Linked DNA regions of Mus musculus: all the other regions are linked to region 6. A link is a contact called in public promoter capture Hi-C data. All regions are on one chromosome and are shown on one strand. The core of a region is the stretch at or near the end of the contact, and the rest is flanking DNA. Distances in the headings are between cores, read along the strand shown. Region 1 has its middle 230 kb from the start of Gm30789. Region 2 has its middle 120 kb from the start of Armc1. Region 3 has its middle 190 kb from the start of Gm30789. Region 4 has its middle 170 kb from the start of Armc1. Region 5 has its middle 260 kb from the start of Armc1. Region 6 holds the start of Cyp7b1 (cytochrome P450, family 7, subfamily b, polypeptide 1).

Region 1 (3,916 bases), core at 511-3,010, 630 kb before region 6:
CAATTGATGGAAGATTTAGAATGTCAGCCTGAAGACTGTACCTACCTACAGTGGCATTGCCAAGCAACTGCAGATTTTGAGAAGCTGGGTGAAGTGATGAAAACAATATTGAAGAAAAGGAATTCAACATTTGTGAGGGGAGAAAATAGGGAAACCAGCCAGAAGGCTTTTACAGTAATTGAGGCACATGTTAAATCCAGTGTATATGAACAGTGGCTATAGACAGGAGAAGAAGAGGAGCTCACTCGCTTCTTTGTTTATGATTTATTCTATTTCAAAAATGCTTTAAGGTACTTTGCAAGACTTCAAGCAACAGAACATACAAAAGAATGTCATAAGGAAAACATTTAAAAAGATTGTACTAGGATAATCAAATAGAACCAGGACTAATTCCTAATGTGCTTGGTATCCTACTCATATTCAAAGTAATCCAATAAAGGAACAAATGTGAGCACCGTAAGGACACAATCCTGCTCATTTGGCATAAAGAAGGGTGAGTCTAATGAATATACCTTTAGTCATTCCAAAGCTTGTAGTTCTTGATAAATATTTTATGGCAATATGTTCATGTTATAGGAATCCCATGCTGTAGTTACTGACTATAGAAGGAACCAGAAACACATACCTTATTAGGTTCAGCTGGTTAGGAGTGGGATAGATGACTAGATAGACCACCCCAACTCACACACTGTAGGGAAAGAGAATTTCATTTACAAAGAAACACACACACACACACACACACACACACACACACACACACAATTAGTTATAATGGACTCCAATTCCAGCTTTGTATAAGCTGAGATTAGGGAAATCTTAAAACAGGTCAGTGAGACAGCTCAGTGAGGAAAGGCACTTGCCACACAGCCTGATGACACGAGTTCAATACTCTGTACCTCAATGGAGGAAAGAGAGAACTGTTTTTGTGCAAGTTGTCCTCTGACCTTCACACATGTGCCACAACAATAGACACCTGTGTGCACACACATATATACACAATAAATGCAATGAAAATAAGCTTCAAGCAGGTGTAACTGACATTACAGATATAAATATATATAAATTGCATAATTTCAACATTATGTAGTTCTTACCTTAGTTATACTTTGTATAGCTTGTGACATGCATTTTTACAGATGAATTAATGTTCTGTATGGTGTGCGGCAGTGATTAACCTAATGGCACTAGACAGTGAATTAGTAGGATGGAGAATGATGGAAATGAGGATGTGACTGTACCCTTTCTTCAATGCCCAGTAAAATCAATACAAAGAGGGGTTTAGTTGGAAACAACAGAGTTCATGGTAAAGAGAGTTTGTTAAATGAAGCTTTGACTAGTGCTCTCAGTTATGACAAATGTATTAATAAACAAAATAAAATGTTTTATTTTTACACTAGGAGACTTAGACACGTGTTTCTACTCTGTTTCATTTTAAATGACAAGCTATAACTCTCTAAATTAACTTTATACCCAAGTGAGTTATGAACAGTATTTGGTAACATTATTCTAAAAGCTATCATTGCCCTGAAATGGGATGGCAAGCAGTGGTCATGGACATTATGCAGTCTGTCACAACAATAAAAACACTGTGTTCAGCTTGAGTCACACTAATTTCTCTACCATGTGTGAGCGCGTATTTCTGATGTAGGTCCCTAAATGCTGGAAAGTCCATTATTGTTTACTGTGAAAGTTATTACCCCAGTCAGAAAAAGCATGCCAGCACGATTTACCTTCACCCAGTTGCCCAGTCCCATGGAAGGCTCCACTAGAGTGTTGACATAGAGCTTCAGGCATGTATTGACACTGGAGCACTGCACCAGCCACCTTGTACCTTGAGAAAGGACCACATTGCAGAAATACCCCCACATATAAGTAGCTTGTCTTATGCATGCTCACTAGTTAGACAAGTGATAAGTACTCAATACATCCAGATAAATGAAGGTTTCTATGGACAGAATAGAGAAATAACTCAAGATGTTCAATGTGTGCAGTTTAAAAATGGTAGTAAAACATGACTGTAATAACAATTACCATTGTTCCCATTTTTAAGCCTACAGTTCCATCATATTGAGTGTTTCTACATTAGTTTGTGTCTGTCACATCCTTCTCCACAATGGGATTATTTTACCAAACCTATTGGATACCACATCTACATCCATTATTGCCAAACCTGCCTCCAATTCAGTCTCTATGAATTTAGCTTCTTTAGATACTACATGTAAGTTCATCATACAATGTTTGTTCTCTGAGCACTTGTTTTCTTAGTAACTGTTGTGTAACCCTGTGTGTGGAGCAGGAGAGCTGTGGACAAATACACATTGACTCCGAGCAAACAGTGGAAGCAGCCTTACTGAACCAGGGATCAGAAATCACTCTATTGGTAGTTTTCAAAAAGACTTTTTTCTTAGAAACAAATTTATTATTTGACTTACCAGTGGTTAAGACAGTGGCTTGTACATTCCCAGCAAGAATAAGGTACAGAGATCACACCATGTGCATTGACAAAAGATTTTCAGATTATATTTGTGTTTCAAGGAGATGGCGTCCTGATTACCTCTAGCACTGTGGTGTGAAGATTTTTATTGGGTCTAGAACCCAGATGATTTTTCGAAGATTCAAATAGCTAATCACAGTTGTCAATGGGGAGCTGATGAACTATGACCAGCACATTTTCTTTCTCCTGAACATGGGCATTACGGCATTCAGCTGATCTTAGCAAGTGCTTCTGGCAAAAGCTGTCAGTTATGGTAATAAACTGAATGGCTGGGAGCTGAGCGGATATAGATATGACCTCTGTTGTTCTAATTGTCATCATGGCTGTACACAACACCCAGAAGACAGAATGAGTGACTAACCTAAGGTGTAATTGTTTGTGATTGTAGTGTTGAGGGCACGTTGCTTTAGATTTCACACATTAGATTTAGTGGGGTCAGGGGAGAGAAGGAAATAAGATAAGAATATCTTATAATGGTGAATATAATGGTGAGATAAGAATATTGACACTTTATCCTTTCAGAACCCATGGAACATGACTTCCTAATAGAGCTTAGGTTAGGTTCCTTATCAAATCAAAGAGCAGAGACCCAGTCTTATTGCTTGGGTGCCTAATCCCAACCAAATGTGGCCATTCTTTAGGTAGAGCAAAATGTGGATTGCTTTAGAAAGTGAAGAGAAAGAAAGGCAGGCAGAGAATCATACAACACATAGAATAATAGGTTCAAAATAACCTCAGAGCAAATTCAGGTTGATGATTCCAGATGTGTGATCCTCACAGCATTGCTAGTTAAATGTGACGAGGATCCATTCTCGTAGTTACTTCTCTCTCTCTCTCTCTCTCTCTCTCTGTGTGTATTTTCTGTGTATTTTCTGTATTTTCTTTTTTCTTTTAGTATTCAGGATTGAACTCCTACATTCTAGGCACTTCACTAGCTAAATCTCAACCTCTTTCTTTAACTTCGTTTTGAGACAGAATTTCACTAAGTTGTGCAGATGAGTCGTGAACTCTAGCTCAGAAAGGCCTTGAGTTTTTCAATCTTCCACCTCAGGCTCCTGGGTAACTGGGATTACATGCCTGCCCCACCAGCCCCAGCTCATTCTCTTGCTTTCCTGTGTAATTTCTTTTCATAACTTCTCCTTTGTGCTCTAATCTCCTCTCCCTTATTTCCTGAGCTGATAACATTCTACTTTATACTTAGACAATACAAAATATCTAGAAGAAGCTGCTATACATTTCTGTTTCCACAACTATTGTGATGGTTTGAAGATGCTTGGCAGGGGGAGTGGCACTAGTATGTATGACCTTGGAGGAATAAGTGTGGCCTAGTTTGATAAAAAGAATAAGGGAGAGGTGACCCCAGGACAAGATCTGACCCAGGTAAGCTTATTATTTGTGCTTTTGGAGTTAAACAAGTGATAG
Region 2 (3,877 bases), core at 473-2,972, 800 kb before region 6:
ACATTAAACAATCAAGAGGTCTCATGGGCAGACTAGGGGATGGTATAGTATCTTGCTGACCAGCTCATTTGTCATAGAACCTTGGTGGCTTGGTGACAAATACTATATAAAACTATAGCCACACCCATAAATGCTTCTATTTGATCTCTGACAATACATTTAATTTTTTTACTTTACTTTTTTGGAATACCTTTTTACCTATTCTTTGACTACTTCATCCATATATATATAACATATTTTGATCATTAAATATCCCTAGATCCCCACTATCTCTCTTTCCAAGCTCCCTCCAAGGCCTCTTCCCACTTCCTGTTTTTCCCCTGACTTTTTCTGTAACCCACTGAGTGTTATTACTGCCACCTGCTGGAGTACTGCCCACTCTTGTTTGCTTGATCTTGTGTAGATCTTGTGTTACCACAGCTGCTTCAAGTTCATATGTGACACAGCCATGCTATGACAAGAGCATGAATTTCACAGCATTCCTCTCCATCCTCCCACCCTCACATCCTTTTTGACTCCTCTTCTAGCTTCCAAATCAGTGGGGTTCTACAGAGCTGCTTCATTAACCCTTAGTTTTGGTTGCCCTGCTGCTGACAGTGGGTTTCATGACTTGTATTTTCATAGCTATAATCAGTTGTTTTTATTTTCTTTTCTGCATCTGTGTAGCTCATAGTTCATTTTGTTGTTGTAGATAGCTGAAAGCCTAGCTAACGTCCTAGCTAATGACTGATCATTTTATGTTGCTGAGAAACGAATCTGAGTTCAGCTTGGAGCTTGGTTTAGAGGTTTAACGGTAGCACAAGCTGCTGGTGGTATTTTCCTCTTTTAATCTGGACACTGGAGAGACAGAGGGAGGCAGATCATAGTGGGTTCTAGGCCCAGCCCTGGGCACATCATGAGTTCCAGGACAGCTAGAGTGAAACCCTGTCTCAAAATAAACCCAGAACAATAATGTTGGTGACGGTTGGTGACTGACAGGGATATTGGTAAAGATGAGGGTATTAAGACTAGGTTTCTTTTTCTTTTCTTTTTTTTTTTTTTCACTTCTCATCAAGGAGACTTCATTTTTATTTTTCACCTGTGTGATTTCCTTGCATGTATGTCTGTGTATCACATGCATGCATGATAATGGAGACCAGAAGAGACTGTCAGATACCCCTGGAACTGGACTTACAGGTGGCCGTAAACTGGTGCTACGTGTGCTTGGTGCAAGGAATGGAACCAGAGCCACTGGTTCACCTGAGCAGTGACCCAGGTGGTAAACAGAGTGTGACTTGTTTAAAGTCAATATAGAAAGCCAACCTGGAGAGTCAGATACCTGAGAACAAACAGGGTCTTATATACAAGGATACTAAAGATGATACAATTTGTATGCTTTAGGAACATCTGTAAAATGCTTTACATTTTTAAGTCTTATTTACTTGTACACATGCATGTGGAGGCCAAACAACTCCTTTTAGGAGTTTTCTCCTTCCAGCACATGAGATCTGAAGACTGAACTCAGTTTATCAAGTTTGGGGGCCAGCACTCACTCTATGGGCGATTTCTAAGCCCCTTTTATAATTCTGAAAAGGATTTTGGCATGCCACCATGTCAGCAGTCAATATGTAAAGTATTTTGGCATTTGTGTCCTTTTTAGTTTACAGTTAGTTTGTACCTAGAGTAAAGTTTAACACACTCTGCGAGCAGCCTGCACTTTTCACTGCTTTCCCAAAGGCTGGCAGATACCAACATGTTTGCTGAAACCGTTTCTCATTCCCTTAATAAATAACAGAGATTGCAATGGTTAGTGTTAATTGTCAATTTGACAAAATCTAGACTCCCCTGGGAGATGGACTCTGGGAGTGTCTGTAATGAATAATTATATCACTTCTTCTGGGAAGATCAGCACATAGTGACTGACATGCCTGTTACATGATCATGGTTCTGTAAACATGAGAACTGGGGAGTCAGGGTTCTTTCTTCCTTTTCTGTTTCCCGAGAGTGGGTGTGATGTGAGCATATACTTTAGACTCCTGCTGTGTTGATTGCCATGCTATCATGAACTGCACCTGGAACTGTGAGCTAAAATAAACCATTTCTTCCTTGAGTTGCAATTTTTTTCCAGTTTGTTTCATCATAGCAATGGAAAATAAAGTAAGAGATGTTGGCCACAAAATAGCCTGGGTTGTTCTGCTGCTGGGCAGTCATTGCTTTAGCTAATGGAGACAAAGAGTAGACAACAAAATGCTCCAAGGTAGAACAGTAGTTACTAACAAACTGTATTAGAGCACAGGAGAGCAGCCACTATAAAAACAGTATTTTCAAAACAACTCCAAGCCAGGCAGTGGTGGCGCACGCCTTTAGTCCCAGCACTTGGGAGGCAGAGGCAGGCGGATTTCTGAGTTTGAGGCTAGCCTGGTCTACAGAGTGAGTTCCAGGACAGCCAGGACTACACAGAGAAACCCTGTTTTGAAAAAAAATCTCCATAGGGTAATTCTAATATCAAAGAATCCCTTCTAATAAGCAAAAGGAACAGCAATGTGTCTTGCAAAAGCTAATTCCTAAAATGGCAGCATCTACCTTCCTTCTCTGGAAACAGAAGATATAATCCATCTCTCCTCCAGGGTTCTCATAATCCAGAACCGGAAATGATAAAGCTGCTTAGAGTGGGTAATTCCATAAAGAAAAGTAGGCCAGAACCTGAGATGGAGGGGGGACATTTGTGACAGCAGCCACACTTTCTCCCCCCTCTTCTCCTCCCTCCCTCTTTCTTCCTTTCTCTGTCTCCTCCACCTATGATCAACACACATCCAGAATCTTTTAATTGCTATTCAGAGCAAAAGGTCCCTTTATCCTTTAAAACATGTCTGTCAGTTTAAATATTTAAAAAAACAAACAAACAAACAAAATAGTTTCATCTATCTGTCTGTCTGTCTATCTATCTATCTATCTACCTATTTTTTTTTTTTTTTTTTTTTTTTGGAAAGCTGCAAATGCCAGAATGTGTTCTCACCAAATATTTGCTATGGTTATGTTTATCCAAAAGTGGCATTAATTCTTTCATTCTTCTTCATTGAGCCCACTGTCCTCATTAGGTTATAGGGATCCTATTCAGCTTGACAGTTTCTGCAGACACACAGTGGCCAAGAAAAGACCTTAAGCCACAAGGTCAAGGGCACACGTTAGACAGGAGGAGATAGTTTCTCAGTTCTTCAGCTTCCTATTCAATACTTTTTGAAAGTCTTATTAAAACATTTTGCATTTTTTTCCTCCAGTAGGGTGGTTCAGCAGGGTACTATTACAACGATTTTGTTTTGTTCAATGAAATTATCAGAGATTCCATTTGCTGAGGTCACATGTAGACAGCAGTGCTCTCTGCCTTATTGCCAAATGATTACAGAATGCCCTTCAGTAATTCTTTAAACTCTCAAATGCCTTGGAAATAATATGCTGGCATATTACTGAGGTGTGACTGAGGCACCATTTGTGCTCAATATGACAGTGCACAAATGATATTCCTCTATAAAAGTTCAAACTACATTAATCTTTTAGGGAGGCTCATTGACTGGGAAGATGGCTTAGATATAAAATAAAGACACAGAGGGCTCATTGAGGAGAGCTTTTCTGGACAGAATTTCTAAGAGCAAGCATAAGATAAGGTCTATAAGTTAACCCTTTATGATGAGGATATGAGCAAGTGAACACAGTCCTAGAAGAGAGGTGGGAAGGATGAAACATGCCATTAATAGAGGGAAAGTGAGCTTTGAGGCCTGAGATATTGAAAGTAGAATTATCTAATACCTGATACAAATAAACAATGTCAAGGTAGTTGAGAATCTTAATAGGAAATGGGAGCATTCCCAAGTTTATGGCTCTAGCCTCTAACTACTTTGCA
Region 3 (4,161 bases), core at 18-2,517, 590 kb before region 6:
AGAGTGGTTGGTTATCACCATAACAGTCTTGCACTATTGGACCATTGCACATCTTGTTTGGCAGTCAGTGTTGTAGCATGTAGGTTCAGAACTGAATATGATCTTTGATGTTTTTTGTCCCTTAACAAGCTGCATAGCATTATCCAGCACTATGAAAGCCAGCTAGCAGAGAAAAGTTTTCAGATCAACTCAAGACTAACCTATTTCTATCCTACAACCAAGCATGTGATGTCTTCAGCAATGGGTTCTTACCCCATTCCCAACACTGAGATTTTAATGTATTAACCCATTTCTCTTAGGAGCAGCATTGTTCTCTAATGCAGAGTACTTCTGTTGTTTGTTTGCCTTTAGAAATTATACTTTTAAGTAGCTGACAAATTAGTGGGATTTCATAAAATGTCTTCATACCTGCCTAGCTTTGGCGAACCCAACTCTTGCTGCTCCTTTCATTCAGTACCCTGTCCCTGTCCCTGTCCCTGTCCCCACTTACACCTCTGCCTCCTAGTTTTCTCTCCCTGTTCTTCCATATCACATATTTTCTACTATCTGATCATTATATTTCCACGTAGAAGCTGGGCATTGCTGCAGACCTTTTTGGTCCCTGTCTGCATAGAATGGGTCTCTGGTTGCAGGTGGACAAGGAGTCGGCGAATGAATGACAGACAGAATCACACGAGAGACTGTGTAGAATCTGAATGTATTGTCACAAAGTGAACACCAGTCTTATATAATACAGAAAACAAAGGGGTAGGATGTCACAGCAGGCAAAATTGAAGTTACCTGACACAAAACAAAGGAATGACTTCAAAAGGACTACAGAAACCAGCTAATATTTACAGTAAAGATAAAATAGCTCTGCTTAGGGTCAGCTAATGACAGGTAAGTATTTCACACCCTAGTCACAATTTGGGCTACTCCTTTGAGCCTTGTGAAAGCTAGCACCAGGGGGTTCTGCTCTAGCAGACCTTCTCATGAATAATGCAATACCACAACCTCCCCTCCCCCCTATTTCCTAGGCCTTGATAAATTCTTGTATGAGTGTAACTTGGGTGTTCTTTTAAGTATCTGTGGAGAATCTCCATTTGTCAGAAGAATTCGCCAATTTCCTTCTAATATGCAATGTAGCCTGTTATACCTGGCTGTAGAGAAGTTCCCTGTCTCAGGGGGATTCCCTAACTCTTTCATGATAAATCCACCTAGTAGCTAGGCCATTGTGTATTCCCTTGTTTGGGTAAGACTGGCTACTGCCCTAAGTAATCACTCTGCAGACTAGCCCTGAGCTATTTTAGCTCTGTTCTTTGTAATGCCTAATTAGTTTCACTGAGTCTCTGCTAGAAGTAAATTTGAATGTTATTGAATAGGTAACATTCTTACTGAATTCCTACTGAATTCCAAGCTCATCGGCTTCAAGCATTTTCTAAGACATTGGAACACTGGTGGAGGCTTACCTATGTCAGAATTCAATCTTAAAAGGCACTTATAATAAAATAATACTAAAAGAGAGCACATGGATCCATACACCAGACTAACTCGGGGATAGGGTATGAGTATACAGGTTATGAGAATGCCAAGGTTCCAGGAAGTTGAGTTTCCTTGAAACTCTTTGCCTCATGAGTGCTTCCAGGCCTGCCAAGCAGACTTCACTGGAGTGTGTGTAGCAGGGCATGGTGGTGCACACCTTTAATGCCAGCACTCAAGAAGCAGTGGCAGGCGGATTTCTGAGTTCGAGGCCAGCCTGGTCTACAAAGTGAGTTCCAGGACAGCCAGGGCTATACAGAGAAACCTCATCTTGAAAAAAACAAAACAAAACAAAACAAAACAAAACAAAACAAAACAAAACCAACAAAAAAACCAACAGCAACAACAAGAAGTACAAGATCATTGTTCCCAAATAGCTTCTCATGAACAGTTCATTTTGGTTGAGTCTTCCCTGGTCCTTTATTTCCTACCCTAACACTCTACTATAGATTGAACCTTTTGCCCACTTGACTTTCATTGTTACCCCTTCCACTTTCAGTATTCCCCTCTCTACTTTGACTTCCTCTACACCTACTATCCTTCCTCCTTAAAGGTATACCCTGCCACCAATGCCCTGTGTCGAGTTTTCTAGCTTTCACATGTACTCCATATTAAACGCACTAAATATTTGAAAGTGAAACTATTACATAAGAGAAAACAAATAGCATTTCTCCTTTTAGGCCTGGATGGACCCCACTCAGAAGTATAAGATTGTCTAGTTACATCAATTTACCTACAGATTTTACTATTCTTTATTGCTGAGTAGTATCTTATTGTGTATATGTACCATATTTTAATTATCTCTCCATCAGTTTAATGGATGCCTTCTTAGATGTTGTAAATAGAGTGTCAGTAAAATAGGCTACTAAGTTCTTTGGGTTCATGCCTACAAGTGATTTGAGGCTTTTTATTTCAGTGATACCATCAGTATTGGATCATCATCATAGTGATTTCTTCCTGTTATCCGGTCATTGCCCTATGTCATAAGATCCTGAAGCTTTGGATCAGCTGAAATCAGGCCCTTTCATGCATCCCAACACATCCTAACAGCTCACACATGATGTAGATGCTGTGGTGGGTCAATGCAAAACTGTGGATCTGGACCTGTGTGGTAGCTGAACTGGTCAACCTGCTAGCTCTCTCTTATCCACACCACCAGAGTGAGCTATAGCACCACTCCAGGTAGGTCTCCTAATACTGCCATTAGCAGGAGGCCAGGGTCAGCTCTCTTTTGCTCATGCTCTTGGGGTCTGGCTCACAGGAACCCATGCCTCAAGAGCCAGCACCACTGTGTTGCCCAAAGCCCAGGGCCCACTCTGCCAAGTGTTGCAGCCAGGTAAGGGCTGGGCCAGCTCTCCTGCTCTCACACCCTCAGGGCTGGCTCACCTGTGCCTTTGCCATTGGGGCCACTTGCACTGTGTTGACTAGGTGAGGTGCAGGGCCTACTCTCCCAAGTGCTACAGCCAGTGAGAAGCAGGGACAGCTCACCAGCTCTCATGAGGGTCAGCTCTTCCAAATGCTTCAGGTGGCAAAGGGAAAAGGGAGGAGGAGGGCATCACCTCCATGCCTGTACCACCTCACAGCAGAGGAGTGGTGGGGCCAAGACTCCCATGTTCTCACCCTTACTGGTGGGTCACCGGTACCTCCAAAACCAAAGCCAGCTCTGCTATGCTATCCAGGAAGATGAGAAGTAGAGCCAGCTCTCTAGATTGCTACAGCCAGTGAGAGGCAGGACCATTTCTGTACAGCCCTGGATATCTGTGTGGTTACAGGTGGCTGCCCAGACCAGGAACATTCCCATGATCTCTAGTGGTATTATGAGGCACTGATACTGCAGAACTAGGGATCCAGGCATGGCCCTGAGCAGCAACATGAACTGGAACTTTACCATGGCCTCAGGTAGCAGAACTGGCCACTCACAATAGGCTGTTCCTCTCCACCCTCAGGTTTTCAGTTAAATCTCTCTCCATAATGCTCAAACTCTTCTGCTTCTTTTTTCTCCCATCTGTCCATCACAACCTTGTACATTGTAGTGGCTCCCTCAGCAAGTGGCTCCCTCAGTAACCTTGTACATTGTAGTGGCTCCCTCAGCAAGTGGGCCACATGGTTGGTAGGACTCTGCATGACCTCCTCAATCTGTCCATGCCAGTCACAGGCCTCTAGGTTTCTACAGCCCACTCCTCTGGCATGGCAGTGGGCATGTCTCGGAATGTCTTCCTCCTTTCATGTTGAGTAGCAAGGCAGCAGGTGAAGCTCTGTATGTCCCCTGCCCACCTGTGCCAAGCAGCAGAGGGCAGTTCTCTGGGCATCTTTCACTGCCTTCTTTGTGTGACATGGCAGTTGGTATGTCTTTGAATTTCTTCCTCCTCAACTGCTGCATTTAGAAATCAGATTTTTTTTAAATATCCTTGTCAGAAACAGAATACAATGACAGTTGCCAGAAAGAATACAATTGTAATTGCCAGGATACCAAAATATTTGTAAGTTATACAAGGTACACAAGATTAATGCTGAAGACTAATTGTTCTGTCAAACTTCTTTATACTTAATTTTTCTAACTTCTAGGAAAGGCAGAGATACACAGGTAGCCTAAATGATCCAGTAACTGTGGGAATGTCTCAGTTTATCATGAACTAAAAGGAA
Region 4 (3,789 bases), core at 565-3,064, 750 kb before region 6:
GAATGTGAACAAATTATAAAAAAAAACCCCGAGGGACACCAGCAGCCTGCACTTACTCATTGGTAGGATGTTTCCTGCTATGCTTATATGACTAGAAACCCTGCCTGCAAAGCTTTTTACCATTTTATGCACTTTGCAGAAGTAGCTGATTCAAAAGCCCAAATGTCTAGTTTCTTTCTTGTGTATGTTAGTTCCAAGTGTATTTTGAGATTTAAACATATCATGATGCCCTGCCTCTGCTTCTAACATAACAGCATCTGATCCCAGTAGGAACAAGAAAGAATTAATAGTTTGGGCTAGAGATTGGGTTTTGTGTCTACTATTAATATTTTGGGAAGGAGATCAAAGGTAAAGGTTGCCTATATGAAGCATTCTTGTCTGGATAGCATTTTAAAAACAAATGAAATGAAATCAATAAAAATAACGGGATCAACTGGATTCCATGAGATTGTAGATGAAAAAGACCTGGGGCTTCTCTTTGTTGTCACATTGGTGGAGTGTTTCAGACTGGTGTGAAGTGGAATTCCCCCAAGTGTGTGATCTGCTGCCAATCAGAGCCACCAGAACCAGTACGAAAGTTAATGCTCCACGGACCATCTAGCGACCCTCCACATGGTAGTGCATGGCTTAAGGCTCTGCCTTTCTCCAGGGCCTGGAATTGCTTCCTCTTTTCAGTATCTTGCTCTCAGGCTGAGGCACTCTTCTACTCAGCCTGCCTCAGGGCTTCAGAGCCTTCCCACAGGAGGAGGCTAGCCATCTCAGCTCCTTCCCCACTCCCAGACTCTTGATCACATATCTCCGACCTTTTGGGCAACTCTATTCTGTGTTTACTAAGTCATATCATACTGGAGAATGATATCTATATACCATATATTATAGGTTAAGTGTCTAATGCAGGCATTGGTAACAGCAGCAAATGTCCCCAGACCTCAGTAGTGGTGGTAGGATTAACAGGAAAAAGGGACTCTAATTGTGGCTACCTTTATACGGATCCACTTTTATCGTACAAGTCTGCAGTTTCCACATCACCTTGATGCTGGGTGAATCTGGGTGGACGGTAGCATCGGTTGGAGTCAGCAACCAGCATGGCATTAGGCGGTTTACTCAAGAGCCAGGCTAGGTTCTGGTCTCATTTGGCTCAAATTCTAAAGAGCTGCACCCAGTCTGAGAATATCACGTGACATAAATTCCCTAATCTCCTTACTGCATCAAGGAAGGAGCCTTGGCGATCAAACCATTCTCTTGATTTTTCCAGGTAAGGAAACTCTGTGGGCTAGTGCCTAGGCAATGACATTGGACGGCCTAGAGAGTGACAGGAAATGCTTCCTCCTGTGTCTGCATTCACAATATGAAAATTGCAAATTGGAGAGACTTTTGGCAACTGTAAGTTTTGCACTTCTAATTTTTTATAACTTTTGGGGTATAATAAAGGTCATCCAATTTTTCAGATTCATCCATCTAAACTTTTTTGGTCCATCTGTTTTTGTCCTGGCAGGCACAGTAGTAAATGCCTCATTTCAGAGTGGCTTCACTGCTCTTCCAGAACAGAGAAGAGAGCGCTCAGAATTATTATTAATTTCTAAATTAAATGGGCCAGGTCTTATGCTGTCCTAAAAATGGAAACATTCCCCTCCCCAAACTATACAGGGGGTAAGATTCGAGTGTGGTTTGTGGGAGAGGAGCTGTCAAAGTCTTTGCATGAAAAGACAATTAACTGTTGGTGAAGCTGGCAGTGGGGCCCTGGAGAAGGGGGAGGAGCAGGAGATGAGAGGGTCAGGTTGTGATTCCCTTCGGCAGTCCATGTGGCTCTTTGCTGGCAGCGTGCCCCTCGATGTCAGAGCAAGCTGAGCGAGCCAGACATGGTGCAGTGTGGGGAGAATATGCGGTATCGCGGCTGAGCTCTTGGCGATTTTCTTTCTTTGCCTCGTTTCTTGTTTTTAAATAAAGGCAGTTTTGAAGGTACAGGAACTTAGCACAGGATAAGCTCTAGCGAATTGTTTTTTTCAGGAGGCTGTGTCAAACCCTGGAGTGATATTTTTGGATGTGGAGTAAAGTACAAAATTGGAGTTGAAAAGGGACAAAGCTAGCTGAGGTTAACTATTATTATCAAAACTTGGCTGAATCCGAGCTTTGTCCTCAGATGCAGTAAGCCGAGCTGGTCATTTGGAACCAGCCAGAGAAGCACCCTTGGGAGAGATACTTCAAGTCAGTTTCTTCTTCTATTTCTTCTTTTATTTTTTCTTCTATTTCTTCTTCTTCTTCTTCTTCTTCTTCTTCTTCTTCTTCTTCTTCTTCTTCTTCTTCTTCTTCTTCTTCTTCTTCTTCTTCTTCTTCTTCTTCTTCTGAGAGAGAGCTCTAGCAAAAGGAACCCAGAAACGTGCGACATTTAATCAAGCTCTGTGAAGCTTTGCCGATGTTTCTCCCACCATCCTTTACCTAACAAATGATCTCAAGCAGGAAGCTGCCCGGGGAAAGGGTGGAAGAATCATGGTAATTAGCACCGTGCAACTCTGCATAATTAAGTACACATGCGCCATCAAGGTTATCTGGTCTTGACATTTGCTTCTTGGGGAAACAGCTCTACAATGTGATTGAATCCTTTCATTTAACTTTACTGGATATGTATAGCATATAGCCAATAGTTCAGAGCTCGTATGTCTGTACTGCATTTGGCTGCAATTTAAAGGTTTTAGCCTGCCCAGGGCATTGTGCTGAGTGTTTTGTAGGTACTAAGTCATTTGGTTGTTACAAAAGACTTAGGAATAGATGGTTTTAAAATAGTGTTTGCTGTTCTAGAAATTAGTGGTTGCTTTTTTCATCTTAATTGGAATAATTTCAAGTTTACAGAAAAGTGGCAAGAAAGAAGCAGGTCTTTTTTTTTTTTTTTTTTTTTTTTTGAACCATCTGAGAGCAAGCTGCAGACATGATGCTCCACTGTTGCAGACCATCTTCTCAAGTGTATTCACCTCAGCAGCCCTTATTTTCAGAGATGACATGACAGCTGGGGAACCCATAGGCCCCGGGCTGGGCTGGGCTGAGTCGCCATGCCTTTGGAAACCTGCCCTGTCTGGAACAGTTCTACACTTTGTTCTTTAGTCGGTGGCCTTGGTTCCTCTAAAGAGAACATGCCAGTTTTGTGGGCTTTTTTCTTTTTCTTTCTTCTTCTTTCCTCCCTCCCTCCCTCCCTCCCTCCCTCCCTCCCTCCCTCCCTCCCTCCCTCTCTCTTTCTTTCTTTCTTTCTTTCTTTCTTTTTTCTTCCTTCCTTCCTTCCTTCCTTCCTTTCTTTCTTTCTTCCTTTCTTTCTTTCTTTCTTTCTTTCTTTCTTTCTTTCTTTCTTTCTTTCTTTCTTTCTTTCTTTCTTTCTTTCTTTCTTTCTTTCTATTGAGATCATGGCTCATCCTGCTGAGAGCTGGAATTACAGGCTGTTCTACACAGTAGTTCTGAGCTTTCATTCCTCATGGTGAGATTCAGGCTCTGCATATTTTTTAAAGGATCATCTAAGAACTCATTGTGTTGTCACTGTCACTGGCTTCTAACAAATGGCACATGATTTTGTCTTTTTGCTGTGCTAATAATCTTCATTGTGCTTGTTGTGAGTCGGTACCTGGTGGGTGCAAAGGCAACACGTGTCGGGCAGAGGCTGACTTTGCTGTCTTGCTGTGTTACTCGCCTCTTTCCTCTGGGAGACGGGATCTTTTACTGAACACGGAGCCAGCCCCTGTTCTCACTCCTCATCTCTGGGAACAGCCTTGAGCTGTTTGTCACTGCTGGCTTTGTACTTGAGTACTG
Region 5 (3,913 bases), core at 884-3,383, 660 kb before region 6:
CAAAGGTACACAGTTAATTTAAACCAGACTGGTGAGTGAGTATCTTTCAAAATACTAATTTCTTGTGCTAAACAAGTTTAAAAGCCACTGTGTGGAACAGTTTGGATCCAGTTTGCGTGTATCTCTCAAAGGTTATGTGCTATAGGTGTAATTCTTAGTGGATGATTCTGAGGTGGTAGAACCCGTAAGAGGTGAGGCCCCATGGAGAAAGGTCAGCCCACTGGGGAATCTTTCCTCACCAATAATTAATGGTTAATCACACTAACCATGACATGGTTAGTGTGAGAGTTGTAGGAAGAATGAGTGTTTGATTTCCATTTTCCTGCGACCTGTGATGCCCTGAGCAATCTTGGTGCTGTCCCCTTGTTCTTAGCAGAGGTCAAATAGATGGAGGTGCTCAGCCTTTGGAATTACTGAGCTAAATTCTTCATAGAGTCTCATCTTCTACTATTTTGTTATAGCAGAAAACGCAATAATTTAGTGCACATCACTGTAACCTTTATTTTGATATCTGATATTGATTGTCAGCTGGATGTGAAAAGGTTCATGAAGGCAAAGCAGTGATTTTTTTTCTCCCATTTTGTGAAATCTGATGCCTTCATCCTCTGAAGACAAGCCACCCACAAGGGGATGATGAGGCACACTGAACAAGTAGAACTTGGCTATTAGAGTGGTCCACGGGTGAGCTGGAGCCACATCATCTGAACATGTTAGAAATGGAGACTACCTGGGAGCATCTCAGAGCCAATGGCAAAGAATTTGTGGTTTACCAAAATCAATTTGTTAAGAACCAATACAGTGTACCTTCAAGCTTCAATTTCTGAAGTTTTATGACTTTTAAACATTTAGCTCTAATGTATTCCCTTTATAATTCTATGACCAAGTAGGTAATTATGGTCTGGAAGTCATTTCAGACATCTTTCCTCCACTGAACCCATCTATCCCACAGTGCATGCACACGTGGACAGGGCTGTTATTGAGTCCCCAGGAGTGCTGACACAATTTCTCCTCAGGAAACTGATTACATTAAAAACATTTTTTAAAATTTCTTCACTTAAAAACATATTTTTGAAAAAACCAAAACAAAATAAAACAAAAACGTCAGATCCATGAATGGTGGAAGTGTTTCCATGTTCGAGGTGGGCCATTACAGCTCCTCAGTGTGTCATGAGCACAGGGCTTGGTTTGTACGAAGTGGACCATGTGGAGGGGAAAAAAACCCTTAATTATATCAGTAACTCTGATTTTATTTTTTTACAGTGTAAACAGACTTTTGCAGAATTCATAATTACTTACAAATGCTAATGCTGACTGTATTTTAAAATCTAAAAATTTCTGTCATTGGAGTTGTGTCTTGAAAATATGTTTATCTATCTTAGTGCAAATGCTTTCTAGAATCCTGGAAAGGCATTTAAATTTTTTTGAGGCACTTAAGCTCAACAGCTAATGGAAGATCATGTATTTAAATAATTTACACTTCCATCTGGCTGAAAGAACACCAGGTGGAAGTCTCTGGTCGGGACGAGTCTGTTACGTGGAAGGAAATGTTTGCTCAAAATAAATGAAAGGCAAACATTTACATGCATTCTGTCTTTTTGTCTGCGTGGGTAGACTCCTGCTTTTCTATTCTAATGTTCCCAGGCCTGGATTCCATCTTAAACATTCACTTTGTGTTGCTGAGGGTCCAGAGGAGTTCCATTAACGGAATGCTTGCCACTGTTTTATTTTCTTCTTCACAGCCTTTTGATCACTAGCAATTATTGTCTCTCTTTCTCATCCTTTCTGTATGCCAACCCGAAATCAAAAGGGGCTGCCCACTTTCTGCAGGAGAGAGGAAGCTGAGCTTCCTGGATGAAGTTTTCCTTGTTGCTGGGCCAGCTGGCAAATTTTATGTTTCCCACCGAGTGTCACATTGTGCTGTCAAAGGCTTGGTTTTGTGAGTTGACTTCTGATAGGCACTTTCTGCATCTTACCTGTCAACTCCACAGTGGACTTCCTCATTTGCAGCATGTGGCTTGCAAGCACAGACCGAGCCTGCCAAGCCAAGAAAAATCCTATGGAGTGCTCTGCTTACCAGCCCTTTTCTGCTCTTCATGTTTGCCAGACATACTCTTCTGTGCTTGGGCTCATTCAATGTGTGGGTGTCTGTGTATTGATAGGGACACATGGGAATTTCAGCACTATCCACAATGTTAACCCTAAAGGGGGGAAATCCAGGCTTGAGTTCTGGTATCCTAAAGGAGAATTTCTGGTTATGGAGGGGGTTTTCTCCAGGGTTATAAACTGGCTCTCTTAACATCTCACTCTCCAGCTTGTATGGGCATGCATTCAATAGTTAACAGTAACTGCATAAATGTTTGGAAATCAGCCTTTGTAGCCCATGTATTTCAAGAATTTCAAAATATTACAGTCTCTAGATTCTATCAAGATCACACTTAGGTTTATCTTCCAAGCTTCTAAGACTCCCCATGAAAAGAGATCACAAAACCTGTGGAGGCTTCAAACTCGTATTTTTTTTTTAAACCAGAGCCAAATGAAACACAAAAATTCCAAATGTTTCAAGTTTTATTCTAGGTTTAGAAGTGACACATTTTTGATTCAGCTCTAAATCTGAGGATCTTCTCTCTTTCATTGCTAGGAACAAGCCAGGCTGAGCTGGGCTGGGGTGTGGGGAAAACCTGAGTACACCCAGAAAGACCACCACCCTGCCGTATGCTCCTCATCAGGGGATGGGGTTTCGACCTATTACAAAAAAAAGTATTGGTCCCAGGAAGGAAAGTTGCTCAGGGAATTTCTCTGGGTACACTGTAGGGTATGCTTTGGCCACTCCATTTGCACTGGGCAGGAGTTCTTTCTGTTATCACTTTTTCTGTTTAGCATTTGGGCTTAGACCAGAAAGAAGGCTTCTGAAAGATGGGGTACTGAGCCTACTACACATCATGGGACTCCTCCTACCTCTGTCCTTGGCTGGTCCAAAGGTTTCAGGCCGTGAAGCTGGTATACCCAGGAGCATGGGTATTGCAGTAGTCACCCCCAGACGGGGCCACTCCGAGTCACCCGTGGAAGCAAAGTCAGCTCGCAAATGTTCAGTGTCAAGAGAGTGCCCACATCAACTGTGAGGTCTTCCTGTCTCTTTCTTCTGTAGCAGTCGCCACTAATTCTGGTGCTATAGAACACTGGGCAGCTGACTCAAAATTGAGAGTGGTGCTTGAGCTTTATCAATGTATGGAAAGCATATGGCCAAGCTGTCTTAGTAAGCTTGGCAAGGACACTATTTAATATTATAGACATCATGTTAAGCAAGCAGGGCTCATGAGGAATATTCAGAAAAATCTCTCTATTCATTTTCCTTACTGTTTGCTTTTCTTTAGTTCCAAAGGCCACACTCTCAATTTTGAGTCAGCTGCCCAGTGTTCTATAGCACCAGAATTAGTGGTGATTGTTAGAGAAGAAAGAGACAGGAAGACCTCACAGTTGTTGTGGGTACTCTCTTGACACTGAACATTTGCGAGCTGACTTTGCTTCCGTAGAACATTGATACAGGCTGAATGTTTGAGTCTCTACAAGTCCAGGTTGAAATGCCAGCTCTCAAAGGGTGGAATTTAGAAGGGGAGCTTTTGGAAGGTAAGTAGGCTGTGGAGGTGGTATCCTCTTAAATGAGATGAAGAACCTATAGAAAAGAGGCCCAGAAAAGGTTCTTTACCCTCTCATATAAGGACATAAAAGCCCTTATTAATGTGTCAGGCAGATAGAGAGCCTACCAGATACCATAGCTGTTGGTGCTATTGGACTTCTAATTTCTAGAGCTATAAGAAGACACACTTATTGTTATTAATAAGTCTCTCAGTTTGCATTTTTTGCTACAGTACCTCAAATGGACTAACAAGTTCATGACTTACACTGTACCTTTCTC
Region 6 (3,863 bases), core at 239-2,738:
CCAGAAGAGGGCATCAGATCTCATTATGGGTGGTTGTGAGCCACCATGTGGTTGCTGGGATTTGAACTCTGGACCTTCTGAAGAGCAGTCGGGTGCTCTTACCCACTGAGCCATCTCACCAGCCCTTATTTTTTTTTTTTTTGTTTTTTTGTTTTTTTACAGATCCAACAAACCACATATCATCCATGGCTTACACTTAAGAATGCCATCTTATAGTAAAGACCAGCTGAGTTTATTTCTTTATGATTCAATGTCTATTTCCTAAGAATTGGGCTATGTGTAACCTGCAACCTTAACTACAAATGGCTCTGCACTGCTTCTTCCAGAAAATGGCAGTCATGCCTTTCTTTCAAAAGCTATCTTGCTATGACCATCTTGTTATATTCTGCTCAGTAACTCCCATTCAGAAACCCCCTACCACTGGGTATAAAAACCTTGTCTTCCATATGTCCAATGCTGACCTCTTGGATCCCAACCTTAGGAGGAAGGAGCCCATGAAAACAAATAAAAACAGCTTGCTTTATTTTATGCAGGTCAGTGGTCTCTTCCGCAAGCCTTTGGTGTTAACACTTCTCATTGCACATGGAGTATTCATCACTTTCTTTCTGAGACTGAGACAGGGTAAAAACAGATCTGTGTGAAATGGTAAGTGGCACAGAGACCAGATTTGAAGTTGTTAGCAGTAACTGTTCGGGGATAGGTGAGGGTGGGAACTGTATCCTGTCCAGTGCATAAGATAGAGGTTTTGGAGTAGGATTTAATTAGATGCGTAAATATTTATCAACTAAGTCTACAAGACAACTTGAATATGGGTAATCAGGAAAAAAGGTGTGTGTAGGATGGGGGCTCTCCTGTGAAGTTAGCATCAGGTCTCTCTCTTCCTCAGCCACTTTCACTTTCTCTATTAAGGCAGGGCGCCTGTCCTCATGTTTCAGGTGTATCTGCTGAGTCATTACCGCAGCTCCCATGAGAAGATACTTTTCGAATGTCTTCCTTCTCTGCCTGTACAGTGTGCTGTACACTACGGACGTGGACTTGGTGTCATAGCTTGGTGTTACCTGTGGCTTCTTTCTGTGCTGTGCGTCGGCAGTTAAGACCCTGCCTTCTGCCTCTGGTGTGAACCTTTGCATATATTATGCCCTCAACCTCAATCTAAGCACAGTGGACACTGGTGGTGAAGGTGATGGGGAGCACAAACTGCAGTATCTGCCAGCTGTTTAGGATGACCTGTGCCACAGGGCCACTTTCTAAGGCTAGTGGGTGGGGAGAGCAGGGAGTCAGGCAGGGTCTCTTCTGCGAGCTCACTGCTGACTGACTCAAAAACACCCCCCCGCCCCCCAACCCCCAGGCTTCTGTGGCTCCATCTGGGGAAATCCTAATCCTTTCCCTCTTCCTTGGCAGGGTTCCTGTCACCGGAGCGGAGCGGAGCGGGAGGCGGTGCGAGGCGGAACGCTTGGGTCAGGGGGAGGCGGGGGGGAGGGGACTCCACTAACTTTGTAGTTCAGCTTTGGGGGCCGCTGTGACATTCTGCTCTGTGCAGCGGGCAGGCCACAGCCTCTGGTCTAGAAGAGAGGGCACTGTGCAGAAGCCATCGCTCCCTACAGAGCCGCCAGCTCGTCGGGATGCAGGGAGCCACGACCCTAGATGCCGCCTCGCCAGGGCCTCTCGCCCTCCTAGGCCTTCTCTTTGCCGCCACCTTACTGCTCTCGGCCCTGTTCCTCCTTACCCGGCGCACCAGGTAAGCGCCTGGCTGGCCACGCATGCGTGGGATCGCGGCCACGCGACCTCGTGGACACCCGAGTCCGGCAGGGATGGCGGGTGCAGGAAAACCTTGCTGCAGGACACTGGCATCTGCTGCAGCCAGTGGATGTCCTAATAAAGACTTCTTTCACCCTCCACACACTCACACACGGGCTACAGTTGAGAGGCCCGAATGGAGTTGCACCACGCAGGCTGTAGCTATTCAGGTTTGCATTAAGCATCAAGTATGGCCTTTTCGTGGGCCCATGGATATGTTGCAGCTCAGAGTTCCCTCTATTTCAGGAAGAAAATTTTCTTGAATTTCATTTAGCTCAAAGAGAAATGTTTTAAGAAAATGCAGGTGCAGGATATAGGTGCTGCTCTGTGCCTCAGTTTACCTGATTTTCCTTACTAGGAAAAAATAGAAACAACAGTATTTGCTATCACAAGTTTTCGTGAGGAGCAAAGGTGATAATAGTTATGTCTTCGCCCTGTTATTTTTCTCAGGACAACAGTAACAACAGCAAAACTCAGAAGGGCTTAAGTATCCTGCTTGAAATATGGATGTAGAGAAATACAACTAAAATTGTTCACTTCAAATTTATTTTCTTTTCCCACCAGTGTCTTATTTTTTTCCTACACTGTTTTCATGTTTTTTGTAAACCAAGCAGATTGATTTGCGGAAAATAGTAATTACAATTTAAATATCTGTCAGTATTTACTTGGATCAGTGAGCGTCATAACTTCTCTGGTTTTAGGGACAATGACACAATTGTACTGCACACACATATCTGCACACTTCTGAAATGTCAACTGAAAAATACTCAAGATAATAGCATTTCCACTTTCTCACATTGAGCTTTGAGAGAACTTTCCAGAGCTTTCCTGTCCCTCTTCTGCAGTCTTCAGCACAGGAGGGGATTGGATCTTTAACTTCAGCTCATGTGATTCTACACAGGCTCCAGCTTCTCCCCATGCCAGTTAAGTTGCACTTCCAGATTTGCAGACAGGAAGGTGATTTGTTTCAGTCTCCATTTACATGCAGGGCAGGAATCGATGGACCTAACTAGTTCATTCTAGACCATTGAGGGTAATCAAGTCAGATTGTGAAACTCAGGATAATGTCTCGGGGAGGTAGAAAGGCAAGGTAGGCTTTCCACAAGAAGCTCTTTGAATAAGCCAGTTTTTTTCTGTTCACTAAATAGTATTTGCTGAAATGTTCATGCCATCAGTTGTCAATTCCTTCATACCAGAAAGACTCCAATACAGGTCTATAGGGAACTGCATCCCATAGCAGCTGATATACACTGTCATGCACTATGGAAAGATAAGAGGATGTTCTAGCTCAGAGAGGCCTATGTGACTAATGAGAGAGGCCCATGTGACTAATGGCTTCTGTTTTCTGTACCTGGACAATTTATCACTGTAGGAAAGTCCTGTCTGATGTGACATGTAAATGGGAAAATATGACTAGAACAAAATATTCTCAATGCCTTATGTATGTTATATGCCTGAATGACTGGTAATACACAGATATAAATCACAGGAAAACACACTCTACTACAACTTACTTTTCTCACTTTATAGTATGCTTTAGGTGCCACTGAAAATGAACATAGAGAATAACACACACACACACACACACACACACACACACACACACTTGGATTAGTGTGGATATTGGAGTTGTAATAGATGTGAAACCTCCCTCAGTCATAATTTATATAACTACCAATGATCTATTAAGTTCTCTTACATACTACTGATGTCGATATTACAATTCATTTTGATTACATTAGTTGGATAAAGAAAATAAAGCTTCACTATTTTTAATTTCTCCTCTGTCTTTCACTCTGTTTCTGTGTTTGTCTGTCTGTCTCTCACTCTACTCCCCACTTTGAATGTGTGTGTGTGTGTGTGTGTGTGTGTGTGTGTGTGTGAGAGAGAGAGAGAGAGAGAGAGAGAGAGAGAGAGAGAGAGAGAAAGAAACAGAGGAGAGTGCTGCTGAGGGTCAAACCCAGGGCTTTACTCTATCATTGAACTACTTCCACAACAAAAGGTTCATTGAAAAAGAAAAAAAAATCCAACTTCTATAAACTTTTGATGGAGTTATCTCTGAAAGC

What was found. Promoter capture Hi-C pulls out the DNA fragments that hold promoters and counts their contacts.
Region 1: a contact with region 6 is called in a promoter capture Hi-C map of liver, with 7 times the contacts expected there. The contact joins the enhancer-like site here to the promoter of Cyp7b1 in region 6. A contact is called at or near these places in 7 of 39 promoter capture datasets (the 3T3-L1 cell line, embryonic stem cells, hippocampal neurons and 2 more), 5 of 484 Hi-C or Micro-C datasets (all in liver), 3 of 115 datasets of contacts at active chromatin or transcription factors (all in embryonic stem cells) and 2 of 9 other capture datasets (adipose tissue and liver).
Region 2: a contact with region 6 is called in a promoter capture Hi-C map of liver, with 8 times the contacts expected there. The contact joins the enhancer-like site here to the promoter of Cyp7b1 in region 6. A contact is called at or near these places in 3 of 39 promoter capture datasets (embryonic stem cells and liver), 5 of 484 Hi-C or Micro-C datasets (cerebellar granule neurons, embryonic stem cells, liver and 1 more), 1 of 115 datasets of contacts at active chromatin or transcription factors (embryonic stem cells) and 1 of 9 other capture datasets (embryonic stem cells).
Region 3: a contact with region 6 is called in a promoter capture Hi-C map of embryonic stem cells, with 5 times the contacts expected there. The contact joins the enhancer-like site here to the promoter of Cyp7b1 in region 6. A contact is called at or near these places in 4 of 39 promoter capture datasets (embryonic stem cells, hippocampal neurons, liver and 1 more), 2 of 484 Hi-C or Micro-C datasets (both in embryonic stem cells), 6 of 115 datasets of contacts at active chromatin or transcription factors (embryonic stem cells and stem cell-derived neural progenitor cells) and 1 of 9 other capture datasets (embryonic stem cells).
Region 4: a contact with region 6 is called in a promoter capture Hi-C map of hippocampal neurons, with 5 times the contacts expected there. The contact joins the enhancer-like site here to the promoter of Cyp7b1 in region 6. A contact is called at or near these places in 5 of 39 promoter capture datasets (the 3T3-L1 cell line, cranial neural crest, frontonasal cranial neural crest and 2 more), 2 of 115 datasets of contacts at active chromatin or transcription factors (embryonic stem cells and stem cell-derived neural progenitor cells) and 4 of 9 other capture datasets (adipose tissue, embryonic stem cells, liver and 1 more).
Region 5: a contact with region 6 is called in a promoter capture Hi-C map of hippocampal neurons, with 6 times the contacts expected there. The contact joins the enhancer-like site here to the promoter of Cyp7b1 in region 6. A contact is called at or near these places in 4 of 39 promoter capture datasets (hippocampal neurons, liver and second pharyngeal arch cranial neural crest), 1 of 115 datasets of contacts at active chromatin or transcription factors (forebrain) and 1 of 9 other capture datasets (adipose tissue).

Annotation. Positions count from the first base shown.
Region 1 is chr3:18,875,640-18,879,555 of GRCm38.p6, reverse strand. No RefSeq gene overlaps it. Among named protein-coding and RNA genes, the nearest start is that of Gm30789, 230 kb to the right of the region's middle. Within about 2 kb of position 1,760, at least 3 of the 459 cell types and tissues checked have an H3K27ac peak or open chromatin away from gene starts, as enhancers often do. A contact at or near this core is called in liver, where this site is marked.
Region 2 is chr3:19,042,621-19,046,497 of GRCm38.p6, reverse strand. No RefSeq gene overlaps it. Among named protein-coding and RNA genes, the nearest start is that of Armc1, 120 kb to the left of the region's middle. Within about 2 kb of position 1,722, at least 4 of the 459 cell types and tissues checked have an H3K27ac peak or open chromatin away from gene starts, as enhancers often do. A contact at or near this core is called in liver, where this site is marked.
Region 3 is chr3:18,826,092-18,830,252 of GRCm38.p6, reverse strand. No RefSeq gene overlaps it. Among named protein-coding and RNA genes, the nearest start is that of Gm30789, 190 kb to the right of the region's middle. Within about 2 kb of position 1,267, at least 12 of the 459 cell types and tissues checked have an H3K27ac peak or open chromatin away from gene starts, as enhancers often do. A contact at or near this core is called in embryonic stem cells and stem cell-derived epiblast-like cells, where this site is marked.
Region 4 is chr3:18,988,091-18,991,879 of GRCm38.p6, reverse strand. No RefSeq gene overlaps it. Among named protein-coding and RNA genes, the nearest start is that of Armc1, 170 kb to the left of the region's middle. Within about 2 kb of position 1,814, at least 10 of the 459 cell types and tissues checked have an H3K27ac peak or open chromatin away from gene starts, as enhancers often do. A contact at or near this core is called in hippocampal neurons, where this site is marked.
Region 5 is chr3:18,904,036-18,907,948 of GRCm38.p6, reverse strand. No RefSeq gene overlaps it. Among named protein-coding and RNA genes, the nearest start is that of Armc1, 260 kb to the left of the region's middle. Within about 2 kb of position 2,133, at least 13 of the 459 cell types and tissues checked have an H3K27ac peak or open chromatin away from gene starts, as enhancers often do. A contact at or near this core is called in hippocampal neurons, where this site is marked.
Region 6 is chr3:18,240,963-18,244,825 of GRCm38.p6, reverse strand. It overlaps Cyp7b1 (cytochrome P450, family 7, subfamily b, polypeptide 1), which reads left to right and starts at 1,488. Exons shown (of 6, transcript NM_007825.4): 1 at 1,488-1,738. The coding sequence starts at 1,623.